Regions from separate parts of the Pan troglodytes genome. Here region 2 is linked to region 1. A link is a contact called in public HiChIP or PLAC-seq data. All regions are on one chromosome and are shown on one strand. The core of a region is the stretch at or near the end of the contact, and the rest is flanking DNA. Distances in the headings are between cores, read along the strand shown.

Evidence for each region. HiChIP or PLAC-seq counts read pairs in DNA pulled down with a chosen protein or histone mark.
Region 2: a contact with region 1 is called in an H3K4me3 HiChIP or PLAC-seq map of stem cell-derived excitatory neurons, with 6 times the contacts expected there. The contact joins the promoter of NXPH2 here to the promoter of SPOPL in region 1. A contact is called at or near these places in 1 of 7 Hi-C or Micro-C datasets (stem cell-derived neural progenitor cells) and 1 of 1 datasets of contacts at active chromatin or transcription factors (stem cell-derived excitatory neurons).

What each region holds. Positions count from the first base shown.
Region 1 is chr13:40,547,495-40,553,702 of NHGRI_mPanTro3-v2.0_pri, reverse strand. SPOPL (speckle type BTB/POZ protein like) reads right to left here and starts at 4,134. Exons shown (of 11, transcript XM_001156481.7): 1 at 3,785-4,134. LOC129143307 (a long non-coding RNA gene) reads left to right here and starts at 4,153. Exons shown (of 7, transcript XR_010149731.1): 1 at 4,153-4,597; 2 at 5,036-5,167.
Region 2 is chr13:40,827,080-40,833,231 of NHGRI_mPanTro3-v2.0_pri, reverse strand. NXPH2 (neurexophilin 2) reads left to right here and starts at 2,982. Exons shown (of 2, transcript XM_001156594.7): 1 at 2,982-3,483. The coding sequence starts at 3,433.

The DNA.
Region 1 (6,208 bases), core at 2,885-5,384:
TGCCAACATCACTTGGGTCACTACAGTTCATCCTTTAGGTTTCTGTCTAAAAGTCATTTCTTCAGAGAAGCATTCCCTAATGGATTGGTGTGCCTTTGTTCTTCACAATGATCTTCCTTTGTAGCAGTAATGGTAACTAATTATTTTTATAATTATTATTATTATTTTTTGAGACAGAGTCTCACTCTGTTGCTCAGGTTGGAGTGCAGCTCACTGCAAGCTCTGTCTCTGGGGTTCAAGAGATTCTCCTGCCTCACCCTCCCAAGTAGCCGGGACTACAGGTGTGTGCCACCACACCCAGCTAACTTTTTTTTTTTTTTAGAAGAGACACAGTTTCACCATGTTGGCCGGGCTGGTCTTGAACTCCTAACCTTAAGTGATAAGCCCACCTCGACCTCCCAAAGTGCTGGGATTATAGGTATGAGCCAAGGCACCTGGCCTATAATTTTTTTTCTTTTTTTTATTCCCCAAACAGACTTCTGCCTCCATGAATACAAGTAATCTCTTTCTATTACATGTCACCAGAGACTGGCACAGATGGGTTGTTAATAAACTTTTGTTAAGTGAACAAATCCAAGTAAGGAAACAAAACAGTGAGCATGACCACTAAATGTAAATGCCTTCAATATTTAATCATATATAAGGCTTGACATAAGACTTTTGATGAAGTGCTTTAAAAGAGTTACATCTCCTTTACTTTCTTCACTAAACAACATGAAAAGAGAAGGAAACTCTGCTGTGAAGCTTAAATTTATAAAAAATAAATAAGATATTCAGAAAGGTGAAGAATTTTCTCTAATGAACAAGGAAGTGAGTCTTCTCTAAAGTAAATCAACAAGGAAGTGAAAGGTGTGAGAGGCAAAAGAGTAATAGATGAGAACTATGCTGCCTAGCTGCAAAACTTTCTCAACTGTCTGATTTTGCAGAAGTTAAGTAATCTGTTTCTCAAGTTCCTCATTTGTAAAATAGGAATAAAAAAGCCTTATTAAAGAATTATTATGGGTTTAAATAAGTTAATACATATAAACTGCCTGTCAGTGCCACATCAGAATAAAATTACAAAAAAGCAGAGACTGCATATTACTCTTCTCTGTACAGGAGCTTTTCTCAACTAGGGCTCTGCAGAAATTAAGCCCCACAAAAACTGGAGTAACTACTGCTTTAGTTCTCTCAAGAACGGTACATAGCTAGTACTATTCTAGGTGCACAGGAGATGAGATAATTCATTACATAGCTTAGATGCCTCAGAGCATTAGGGTTTGATTTTCACCCAGAAACATGGTTGAGAAGGGCCACTCTCATGTATCCCCAATGCCTGGCACATGGTAGATGCTCATTAAATATTTTTGGAAAGAATATTTACAAAACCAAGAAATAGTGCCAGGCATAGAGTAGATGTTAAATGTCAATTTTATCCCACCCTTTCAAAGTTCTATAAGCTTTAAAAGTCTGATTCTAGGGGAGTTATTTTTCTTCAACCTGCACTGTTTATATAAATTCATGGCCAAAAATGCAGATATAGACATTAGGAAAGCCAAGAAACTAAATGTTGGAAGGAACTATGTGGAAGCAGTGAGAGATGAAAATCAGGTAGAACCTGGATATGCAGGAGAAAGAGCAAAGGTTATTCTAGGTCAGGGAACAGCATTACCAAAAACAGTGTCACCCCCAAGTATGGAACATGCTCCATGGTGGCACAAGAATGATTTTAAACCATAAATGGAAAAACATTTTTATTTTGATAGTTACATATGTACATATTTTTACATATAATTAGGACAGCAAATAGTGATTTCAAACTTTTACTATTTAAAACAACACAAAAGTAATATCTATTCAGATCTTTTAATGTGAGTCCTTTAAAAATGTAATAAGTAAGCAACAGTGCACAAGAGGTAAGCAAATACGGCAAAAACTGTCAGCATTTTTTAAAGTGAGTAAAATTCTGTAAACACCAAGCCAAGAAGACATGTGAATATGAATGAACATAACACATTAAGAGAAAACGGCCACCAGTCTTCTGAATGAAGACAAGCCAAAGCTCTATCTCGAGTACTGATTGAAGATAAAGGTCAGATGAGTATGAAGAATACCACCAGTTTTGAGTATTTAACTTACAGTACTAAAATTTTTATCTGTAAAATCTCATTTTCCAGTATGATGAATCTGTTATACACAGTACTTTCACTTTGTTTATTCTCAAAACAAAGGTAAAATTGTAGAAGTTCCAAATAGACATCTGAAATAAGGACTGACCTATCTGTAGCTTGGTAGTTAGCTGCCTTGAAAATGGTGGGCTAAAACCCTGTAGTTTTCAAATCAGAAGGAATTAATTTATACAATAACAAATTATACATGCTATCTATATCAAAAAAGGATGTTAAATGTCAAAGAATAAGAAAGTAGCTTTCCATTCCCACTTTCCTGTCTTAGAATTAATCTACCCACAAGCCAGATCAAGTCAAACCAAGAAGTGATGATAGCATTTATCAGATATTTGCCCTGTGCCAGGTACTGTTTTAAGTACTTTACTTGTATTTACTTGTGCAATTACTAGCACCATCCTGTGATGTAATATCATAACCCCATTTTACAGCTGTAAGTATACTGAGGCGAAGAAATATTAAGTAACTTCCCCAAAGCCAAAGCTGGTAGATGGCAGAGCAAGGGTTTACACCCCGGCAACTATACTAGTCTGAGCTCTAGAGAAGAGTTCTTAACCACTAGGCAACATTTCTCACAAGAATGATGAAATGGTAATTTGAAATATTCCACCAATCTCATTGTGGCAGATGTAATTTTTCAAGGTATGAACCTTTTACCTCTGTCAGTTTCTAGTCCAAGAAACAGTGGATTCAATTGCAAGTGGGAAAGTGAGTACCACAATGGGTCAAACTAGGCCCAAGATTATTCAAAAATAGACAAAGCATCAGAAGCCTGGAAAGAATCACTGAATGACAGAGTTCAGTCAGCAAAGAGACAAGCGAAAGTTAGGATAAGCAGATGGTGAATCTTATTTCTACTGGGTTGTGTGACTGCTTTGAGAGAGAAAATGCTACCTTCCCTTTTCTGTTATGTTGAATCAATATACAAATACATTGACTCAAAAAGAATTAGGAAAAAGGAGAGCAGCAGGAATACAAGTGGGCTCTTTGAAGACTTGGATCCCGAACCGCGCGGTTAGCTTGATGTACTCTGGTATAAATGAGCAAAAATGTATTAGAAAGCAGGTTAAAGAGAGGTTAAAGGCATGACCACCGGACTGGAGGTACTGAGCGGTCTGCGGAGCTGAGAACTCTGCCTAAAATGGGCTAACAGGGACGAGAGTTTCAAGTGTCTGTATTCGGGATGAGGAGGTATGAAAGTGGACGCTGCGCGGTGGCAGAGCATGCAGTTTCTGCCTTTGGGCAGCACTCAGGTAAAAAGGGGCAGGCGTGGAGGTATACAGGTATAGAGGAGGAGGGAAGCCAGAGGAAAAGAAGGGGCGAGGCCCGGGGGTAAAACTAAAGGGGATCCTGGAAGGTGGAGGCTGGGAAATCAAGGAGGGATTGGGGGCAACCCCGGGGAAAGTGGCGCCGCCGCGCGAGGGAAGGGCGGTCCGGGGGCGTGGGAGGTAGTCCCCAGAGCAGGCCGGAGCTCGCCGCCCGAGCAGGGGTCCGGGACCCAGAGAGCAGAGGGCGCAGTGAGGCGCGAGCAGGAGGCCGCCGGTCTACGGAGAGCCGGGGGAGGGGAGCAAGCGCCTGGGGCTGCCGCGGGGACTGGGGGGAGGGGAAGGGGCGCCTACCTGGACGTGCTGGGCGGCAGCGGTCAGTCCCGGTGGAGACTCCTCTCCCGCTGAGGCGGCGGCCGTGTCGGCCCTGGGAGCCCGAGGCTGCGGTGGTGGCAGCAGGGGTGATGGCGGCAAGTCCCTGTGGCGGCCGCCTCCGCCGAACCGCATCCCTCCTCCCCGACCCGCCCTCCTTCCCTATCTCCCGCTCCTAAACTTCTTCCCCGGGATAAACAAACCCGCCGCCAGGGGCGGCCACCTCCGCCACTCCCGCCCCCGCGCAGCCCCCACCCCCCCGCCGCGGGCCCGTCTGGGCTCCGGCTTCCGAGTTACGACTCCAGCCCCGGCTCCAGCCCGCGAGGGCGCGTGCGCGCGGCGGCGGCGGCGGCGGCGGCGGCGGCTCCTGGGCCCTTGCTCCCTCCTCCAGCGCCGGGCACTTCCGGGCGGGCCCGGATTTGCCGCCGCGCTTGGGAAGCCGCCACCGCCGCCGCCGCCGCTGCATGGCACTAGGCTCCCGGCGGGGCAGGTTCCGCAGCCGGCACCGCTCTGGCTAGGCGCACGGAGGCGCCTTGCTTAGCCTGACCCTTATTTGGCCAGGCGTAAAACTTGTCCTGCCTAAAAGCTTGCTGAGACCTCCTAACTGGTCTAATCCGCGGGAGACGCCAAAGGCGGCGGCCGTTTGTGCGCACAGGATTTTTCTTGGAGCTGTAGCAGTCTAGGAAGCCAGGGTGGAACTTTTGCTAAGCTCCCGTTGTAAGCCCAGAGCTGTAATAACTGCTGAGACACAACCAGCAGTATACAGGCTCCAGTTGGAAATCGAGAACTTTCCAGGTAGATGAAGTGCCCCATGGAGCAGTTTTCAGGTGGAGGGGATGAGGCTCAGCTGGAAGTCTCAGGCCAGAAGGAGAGCCTGCCGAGGGGCGGCCAGGGATGCCTAGGAAGTGAGTGCAGAAGACCAGGCGGCCTCCTGGGACCGCACGGTGGGAAATAAAGCTGCACGTGCACAAATGTGTGAAGAGAGGATGGGATTGCCTTGTCTCTTCGGACATTTAGTTTAAAAAGGGGGTGACAACTGAACTTTTTATTCCCCACGGCCATGGGACAAAGATACTTAATCGAGCTACCAGGAGTAAACTTCTTTAAAGAAGTTTAGGGGACCAACAATCCCGGCTTTGCCAGAACAGACATGAACGTCATTCAAGGATCCCAACTCTTTTTACTGTAACTGTGCATACGTCAGCAATTTTTGTTTTGTTTTGTTTTTGACAGGGCTGTCTGTCACCCAGGCTGGAGTGCAGTGGTGCCATCACAGCTCACTGCAGCCTCGACCTCCTAGGCTAAAGTGATCCTCCCAACTCAGCCTCCCAAGTAGCTGGGACTACAGGAATGTGCCACGCCCAGGTAATCTTAATTTTTTGTGGAGACGAGGTCTTGCTATGTGGCCCAAGCAGATCTCGAACTCCTGAGCTCAAGGGATCCTCCCACCTTGGTCTCCCAAAGTGCTGGGATTTGCAGGCGTGAACCACCACACCTGGCCATAAACCAACTTCTCATTGCTTACCTGGCTTTCCAAGAAAAGAGAGAGGGCAGAGGGAAAATATTTATTATTTTGCTATGTGCTGAGTATTCTAAGCATGGACTTGTATCATCTCTATTCTCTCAACAACCTCTCTAAAACTTCAACGTAGACATTTCCATCTTAAAATTAAGCGACAAGAACTAGAAATGGCAAGTAATTCATCCAGAGGTTACTGGGATTTGAATACTGGACAGGCAGATCCCCCTCATTTCAAATTAATACTACATTAGCTGTCTTTTTTATTTCTTTTTTCTTTTTGTTTGTTTGAGACAGGATCTCGCTTTGTACCCCAGGCTGGAGTGCAGTGGCGCGATCCTGGGTCACCTCCCAGATTCAAGCAGTTATGTGCCTCAGCCACCAAGTATCTGGGACTACAGGCGTGAGCCCGGCTAATTTTTGTATTTTTAGTAGAAACAGAGTCTCACCATATTGCCCAGGCTGGGCTCAAACTCCTGGCCTCAAGTGATCCTCCCACTTCTGCCTCCCAAAGTGCTGGGATTAGCACCTGACCTTACATTAGCAATCCTGTTGACTTATTTAAGACAAAACGTGCTTTAAGACAAAATCTGTGCCAAAAGTTTTCAGATAAAGATAAAATTAGCAATGTAACCGTAAAATTCAAAGTTGCCTTGGGCTGAGTTGGTAGAATGTTTATGCAGATCAAGGAACTCCAAAAGTTAAAAAACAGAAGTGGAAGTGAGCATTAGGGAATGGGGGAAGAGTTGGTGGAGAGAGGAAATATTTGTGTAAACATTTAACCATCTCCAAACACCAGCAAAGAGCAGTTGAAACGATTTGCTATACTCACTGTGCACCCGTGTTAACTTTATGGTATGTGACATACAGCAAAAAGTACATGTAAT
Region 2 (6,152 bases), core at 1,733-4,232, 280 kb before region 1:
ATCTCCCTATTCCTCTATTCCTTTCTTTCCAACTACCATGACCATCTCCTCATTCCACCTCTATATCTTCATGCCTCTTCATGCATGACTTGTCTACTCCAAAAAAGGTTTATGACTCCATGATTTCCTGCAGATTACGTCTAAACTGTTTAGCTTGGCATTCCCAGATCTCTACAGCGCAGCCCATAACCTAACTTTCTTCTCACTTTTCCTCAACATATTTTCTCCAGTCACAGTCTGGGCTGCTTTTTGTTCATCCCTCAATTATGCCCTATAAAAACCCTCCACTCTGCCTTTGCTCATTCTGTTTCTCCCATACAGAATGATCTCCTCCATTTTTTCCCATGTAAACTAATCTTGGCCATTCTTGGAAACCGAGTAAACTCACGTTTCGCCTCTTCCAAGAAGCATTCGTGCTGGCCTACAATGATCTTTCCTTTCTCCAGCTGTACTAAACAGCACTTATATTTTGCTGTATTGTCTGCTGTGTTTTGTTTATTGCATATTTCTCAGACTGCATGCTGCTGGAGGACAATGTCTTAAATACTTCTATTTTTCTGCCTCTCTTCATCCTTTTCTTCTCCCTCTCTCCCTTTCTTCTTTCCATTCTTTCTTTCTCTTTACTGTAGTCTGCACAGCAAAATTTGGGAGGAATCCAGAAAGATCAGTAGTTATTTTATAAATAAACACAGTAATGCCAGACTTAGGTTAGTGGGGCTGTTAGGCTTCTCTTTTACCTGGCCTGATCACTGGGGCACGAAAGTTCGCTAGTGTTTTTTAGCTTTTAACTTGGAATTCAACATCCCTCAGCATGTTTCTCTGTAAGAATACTTAGTGTTACTAGGGCACATGTCTGAGTTTAACTTCCACTTTTAAACTTTATGTAGTTTCTCAAAAGAACAAAAATGATCTAAGAAATATGAACAAATTGAAGGAAAAAAGTGAACTATTCCAGTAATTAAACAACTTTGTTATTTATTTCAATAATGTGTTAAATCATGCCCTCCTCATTTACAAAGCCTGTGATAGCTGAATGGCAAACTACCAAAGTACCAAATGGAGACAGGACCTCACCTTCTGGCTCTATAGATGAGTCAGCTCAGCTCAGGCAGAGACACCAAGTCTAAATGAGGTAGTGCCTCTTGCAAAGCGGTTAGCCTCTCTCCTCTTCCAGCTGTACCTCTTCAGAAAGGGGTTCCTCTGTTTCTGCAAAACCCTTCCTATTATGTCCGTTTTGTTTCAAAAAGGTTGTCTGTAAATAAGATGCAGCCCTATCCAGGGACGCAAAGTTGGGCAAGATCAACCAATAGAGATCCTTCCAGTTTTTGAAATCCTCTTATTTGTGCTTTTGGGACAGAATAATTTACTAGAACTGGTAGAACAGGGCTCTAAGCCTTGGTAAAGAGGGAATTTTTGTAGGGATGAGGAGTGGAATGTGTGAGATATAGATTTGGATATGCAAATAGTGGTTTTGTTTTTGAGTCTGTTGCAAGGCAAAAGGAGAGTCTGAGATCAAGCAGAAATGGGATGCAGCTGGTGCATCCTTTACCATGGAACCCCCAGTCAGGCTTAGCAAGGGTTTAGGGAGGATGCATGCCCCTTGCTTGCCACTCTCCCTCCCTACAGGAAATGGAGTTGTACTGGAAAGATACCCTACCTGCAGGCTCAAGGACAACACACTCTCAAATTCACACTGGGATCCCAGAACACTCTGGAATAACCTCCCTCCCCATCTGCACAATCTTGGCACACTCAGTGAAAGGAATACTAGGATTTTGCCCTAGTCAAAGCAATCCTCCTGCCTTTGAAACCTAGGACCAAGGCTGCTCTGCTTCAACCGCTAAGATTTAACAACCCTCCTTCATTTCTATTTTGGGGTGGGGGTGGTAAGCAGAGGAGAAGGAAACTTTTTTTTTTTTTTTGTCCAAAAATTACAACTTAATCTGTGCTTTTTGTTGGGTTTATTTTTTAAAGCCTAGAAATCAATTGCAATTCTACTCCCTTGCTTCAACATGGTTTTCTTCTCTAAGAGCTTTGCGTTTCTAGATGTAAGAAACATTCCCGCCTTGGGTATTCTGTCGGAGCAACTGCCTAAAGTCTCATCCTTGGAGAAGTGAATGTATCTCTCCGGACCTTAGGTTTCCCACCTGTTCAATAAAGGAGTGACGAATGACGCCCAAACTCTGTTCTACCGTAAAAACAGTGCAGGTCTGTGAGCCCCATTGCCTTTGATTTTTCCACTCGAGTGTCCAGCACAAAGATAGTAAAAGGTTAAGGATCTCTCCAATGGTGAGTTGTTAACACGGAGGTCGAGGCTCACAGGCATCAGGTTTGCACCTTCGCCCGGCCTCAAAGATACCCCTCTCCAATATTTCTGAAGTCGGAGGCTGTGGTGGGGTATCCTGCCATTATTCTGCTTCTCCAAAGCCCGGGCAGAAGGTCTGGGAGCAACTTTGTCTGTCTTCAGGACACCTAGCTGTCTATACCATCCCCAAACCGGAGTAAACCAGACATCACCTAGCTCCGTTTCTCACAGTTCTGCTCCTGGTCCCTCGAGGTCCCCATTACTCCCCAACCCCAGAAATCCTTCCAGCCGCACCAGGCGCACTTTGTACCCCTTACCCGCGGCTCTGCGAGCTTGGCGCTGCCGCAGAGTAGGGCACTCTCCCAGGGCGTCCTGGGCTGCAGCCTCACCTCCCCGCCCCAGCCTTTTCCGTTCGCAGCCCCCACGCCCCGCCCCAGGACTCTGCAATCGCCTTCCCCTCCTAAACTCTCTGGGCGCTCTCCAGGCGGGCGCACTCTTTCTTGCAGCCACCCAGGGAGAACCTTTTCTTCCCCTCATCCCCAATCTCCCCAGCCAAAGCGAGAGCCAGTCAGTGGGCAGGGCGCTTGGCACAGTGGAGCCTCTCGGACCGGCCTTCTGCTGGGCGGGGGTGGGAGGAGGCACCCGGCCTCTCGGGGCTCTGGGGCACCGGCTGGCCAGGCGTGCTCAGCTCGGCCAGGCATCCGTCCGGCGGGATCGGATCTGGAGAGCAGCCTCGCACTGAACCCATCACCCAAGCGCCCGAGCCGCCGCCTCCCTCCCGCAGGCGCCCCCCGCGCTCACCCCGAGCCCGGCCAAGCGGGAGAGTCCAAGGCGCGACTGAAGCCCCCCGCCGCGTGCCGGAGCTCGAGCTGCCCCGCACGCTCTTTGCCGGCCCCCTCCGAGGAGGGGCGCGCGGGGGGCCGGGAGAGGCACCTCCGGTCCGCCCACCCTCCCCCTTCCCTGCCCGCCCACCCGGCCAGAGCTGCGCGGCACGGCGCAGCGCTCGGATTCCGGGAGGGAAGCGCCGCGCTGTGTCCCTGGCGTCCTCAGTCCTGCCCCGCGAAGTGGAGATGCGCGAGAGGCAGGCGAGGGCGCGCAGCTCGTGAAAAGCCGCGCCAGCCGGCACCATGCGCCTGCGGCCGCTGCCCCTCGTGGTGGTCCCTGGCTTGCTGCAGCTGGTGAGTGCCCGGCCCGCGCGCCGCCCCACACGCCGGGGACGCGTTTCGGCGGGAAAACCGCGCAGGCGGCTGACTTGGAGCCCAGCCTGGGCCTGCTTGGGAAGTGGGGTTGGGGGCGCGCGGAGGTCAAGGAGTTTTGGGTTGCCTTAGAGGTCGAAAGGGAAGAATTGAAGAACGGAATAGACGGGATCTACAGGCGACTGAGGGGCTTAGCACGGGTTGGGACTTGAGCGCTGGGGTAAAGTAGGCAGAAGGTGGCCGGGAAGTAGGTCCGGGAGAAGGAAGCGGTTTATTGATAAGCGGTCAAGGAGAGGATGGAAAGTAAATTGATAGGATGAGAAGGGGCAGAAAGACCTTCCTCCAGTTCACAGTTTGAGAGGCTTGGTGGTGTTTATTTTTCACGTGGTGTTTTGCCCAGATGCACACAGACACTTCTCCCAAAGCATAGCATAGTGCATGCATCCTCGTTCTCAGAGCCAGGTAGTGGCGCCTTGCTGGGGGAAAACTTAGGCAAAATACGGATTTGGGGGACAGCTTGGATTTCTCTTCGTTTTCCGTCTGGCGCTAGGGACTGGGATGGGGCTTTCTGCCAGCTGGGGACACAAGATATAACTTTCATGCCCAGCTCCGCGCAGGAGCCCCCTCTCGGGCATCTCGAAGCTGTCTTTTCAGGGAGACCTCTCCCGCCTGGTCTGGGTGGCTCGGAGGCACTGAGGAATAAGAAACGTATTAAAATGTGGTTTGGGGTTCGCGTTGTCACTCTCTTCTCTCTTCCCGCGAGGCGCCACGCTCTCCTCCTCCTGATATACGCCTATGTTCTATATGCATGGCTAATTATAGTTAAGGGAAAACCAAAGTAAGACCTTCAAGAATGAACTTTTAAAGTAAAATTACAGAAGGGGAGTGCTTTGGCTGGGTCAGCATCTGTGATGGATTTCTTCTGGTCACTTAGCTCTTGCCTTGTTAGGGTGCTATTAAGAGGGCTTTCTCCTGATGCCATAGTTTCTTTGGTCCTCATACTTAAGACTTTGCCCAAGCACTTAGAAGATGACAGTCTCTTCTCTCTCTCTCGCTCTCTCTCTCGTTCTCTTTGTCTCTTTCTTTTCCTATTAGGGGGAAAATCAAGTAACTTTGAAAGTTTATGATATGTATGATATTGTTAAGGCAGAGGCACTTTGCAAGTTCTGAGGGTGGAAGAAACTCTAAAAGGTGGAGAGACCTCTGAGATGCCCGTGGTCCATGCTTGTTACGGTGGAGATTAGCTTCACCTGCACAGCGTTAACTCAGAAACTCTTCAATGGCATCAAGAAGAAAATGCAATGATATGCCCAAATATCCTTGAATGAGCCATCACATACTGGCTATCTACAATACTCCATGTTAAAATACATTTTACATCTTAGGCATTACGAATCCAAAATATATGCCACATTAATCTTTAGTATCCCTTGCTTTAAAATTTTTTAGTCTGGATTCTAATAAAAGGTGATCTAACAAAGCAGCATTTGTATGGTGTGTGTAAGGAAAAGCCTGGGGAAATCAGGTGTTTATGTGGGGTCTTCAGAATATCTTCACGAATCTTAGTTCATTAATTTTGCATTTAATAAATATGAACTGTGTATCTGCTCCGTAAGCAGTGTGATAGGCTCTTAAAGATGAGAAAATATATTTGGGCACGTGTCGGGGAAAAGTTCTCCTCCCAGCTACTATATTGGAAATGTTAGATATTTTTTTTTCCACACCACCATAGTCAGTAAGGAATAGGAAATACATCTTGAAGGGATTATATGCTCTCCTTAAGAGCTAGATTCTAATATTACAGCATGAACTGATTGATTTGCTTTTAAAAAAGCTTATGTCAAATTCTAATCCATTTTGGGATTGTGCTTGGGTTGTAATGTTTTTCTCCTGGAGCACTTTATCATGGTAAGTGAGGTAGGGAGCTGCAGCCCTGTTGATAAGCACACATTCCTTACGCTGCCATCCCTTCGGACAATAAAAGGCTGTTTACATTCTCCACATTCTTAGAGCTGTTGCCAGCCTTATAACACAAGGGGGTTAGAATGTGAAAGGAAAACAGAGTGGCTGAGCATATCTAAATTGAAATATTCCCCAATCCCAGCATATGCCCCACTCCAGTAGGTGTCAAAAAGGACAGATCATGATTTGCTCATTTGGATGGCTCATAGTTTTGTTCTACCTTTTTCAGCTGATATTGGACTTCTTTGTTAAATCCTAACAGCAAGGGGATAAAATGTTTTCTAGATATGAAACTAGTCTTTTACTTTTCTAGGAACCATATGTACTAAAAAAATCTGCCCTTTGCTGACATAAGGCTTTTTTTGTTTTGTTTTGTTTTAATTTTTTGGTGAGGGAGGAGTGAAGTTACCTTATTGTCGAAATTGGATTTTACTTTTCCATCTGCACTGCCAGCCTGAAGAACATACTTTTAAAAAATATTAAATATTTTAAAAGAATAATAGATTCATTTGGGCATATTGAACATTTAGTGATATGAAAATTACCTGTTTGTTTCTGAAAGCAGTCACAGGGAATTGAGCCCAAATAAGTCACTAGCTATGGTTATATATAACATATATAATATACACGTATATATAATACAGTCACAATAACTATAATTTTTTTTACCTGTTTATGTGATATTTAAA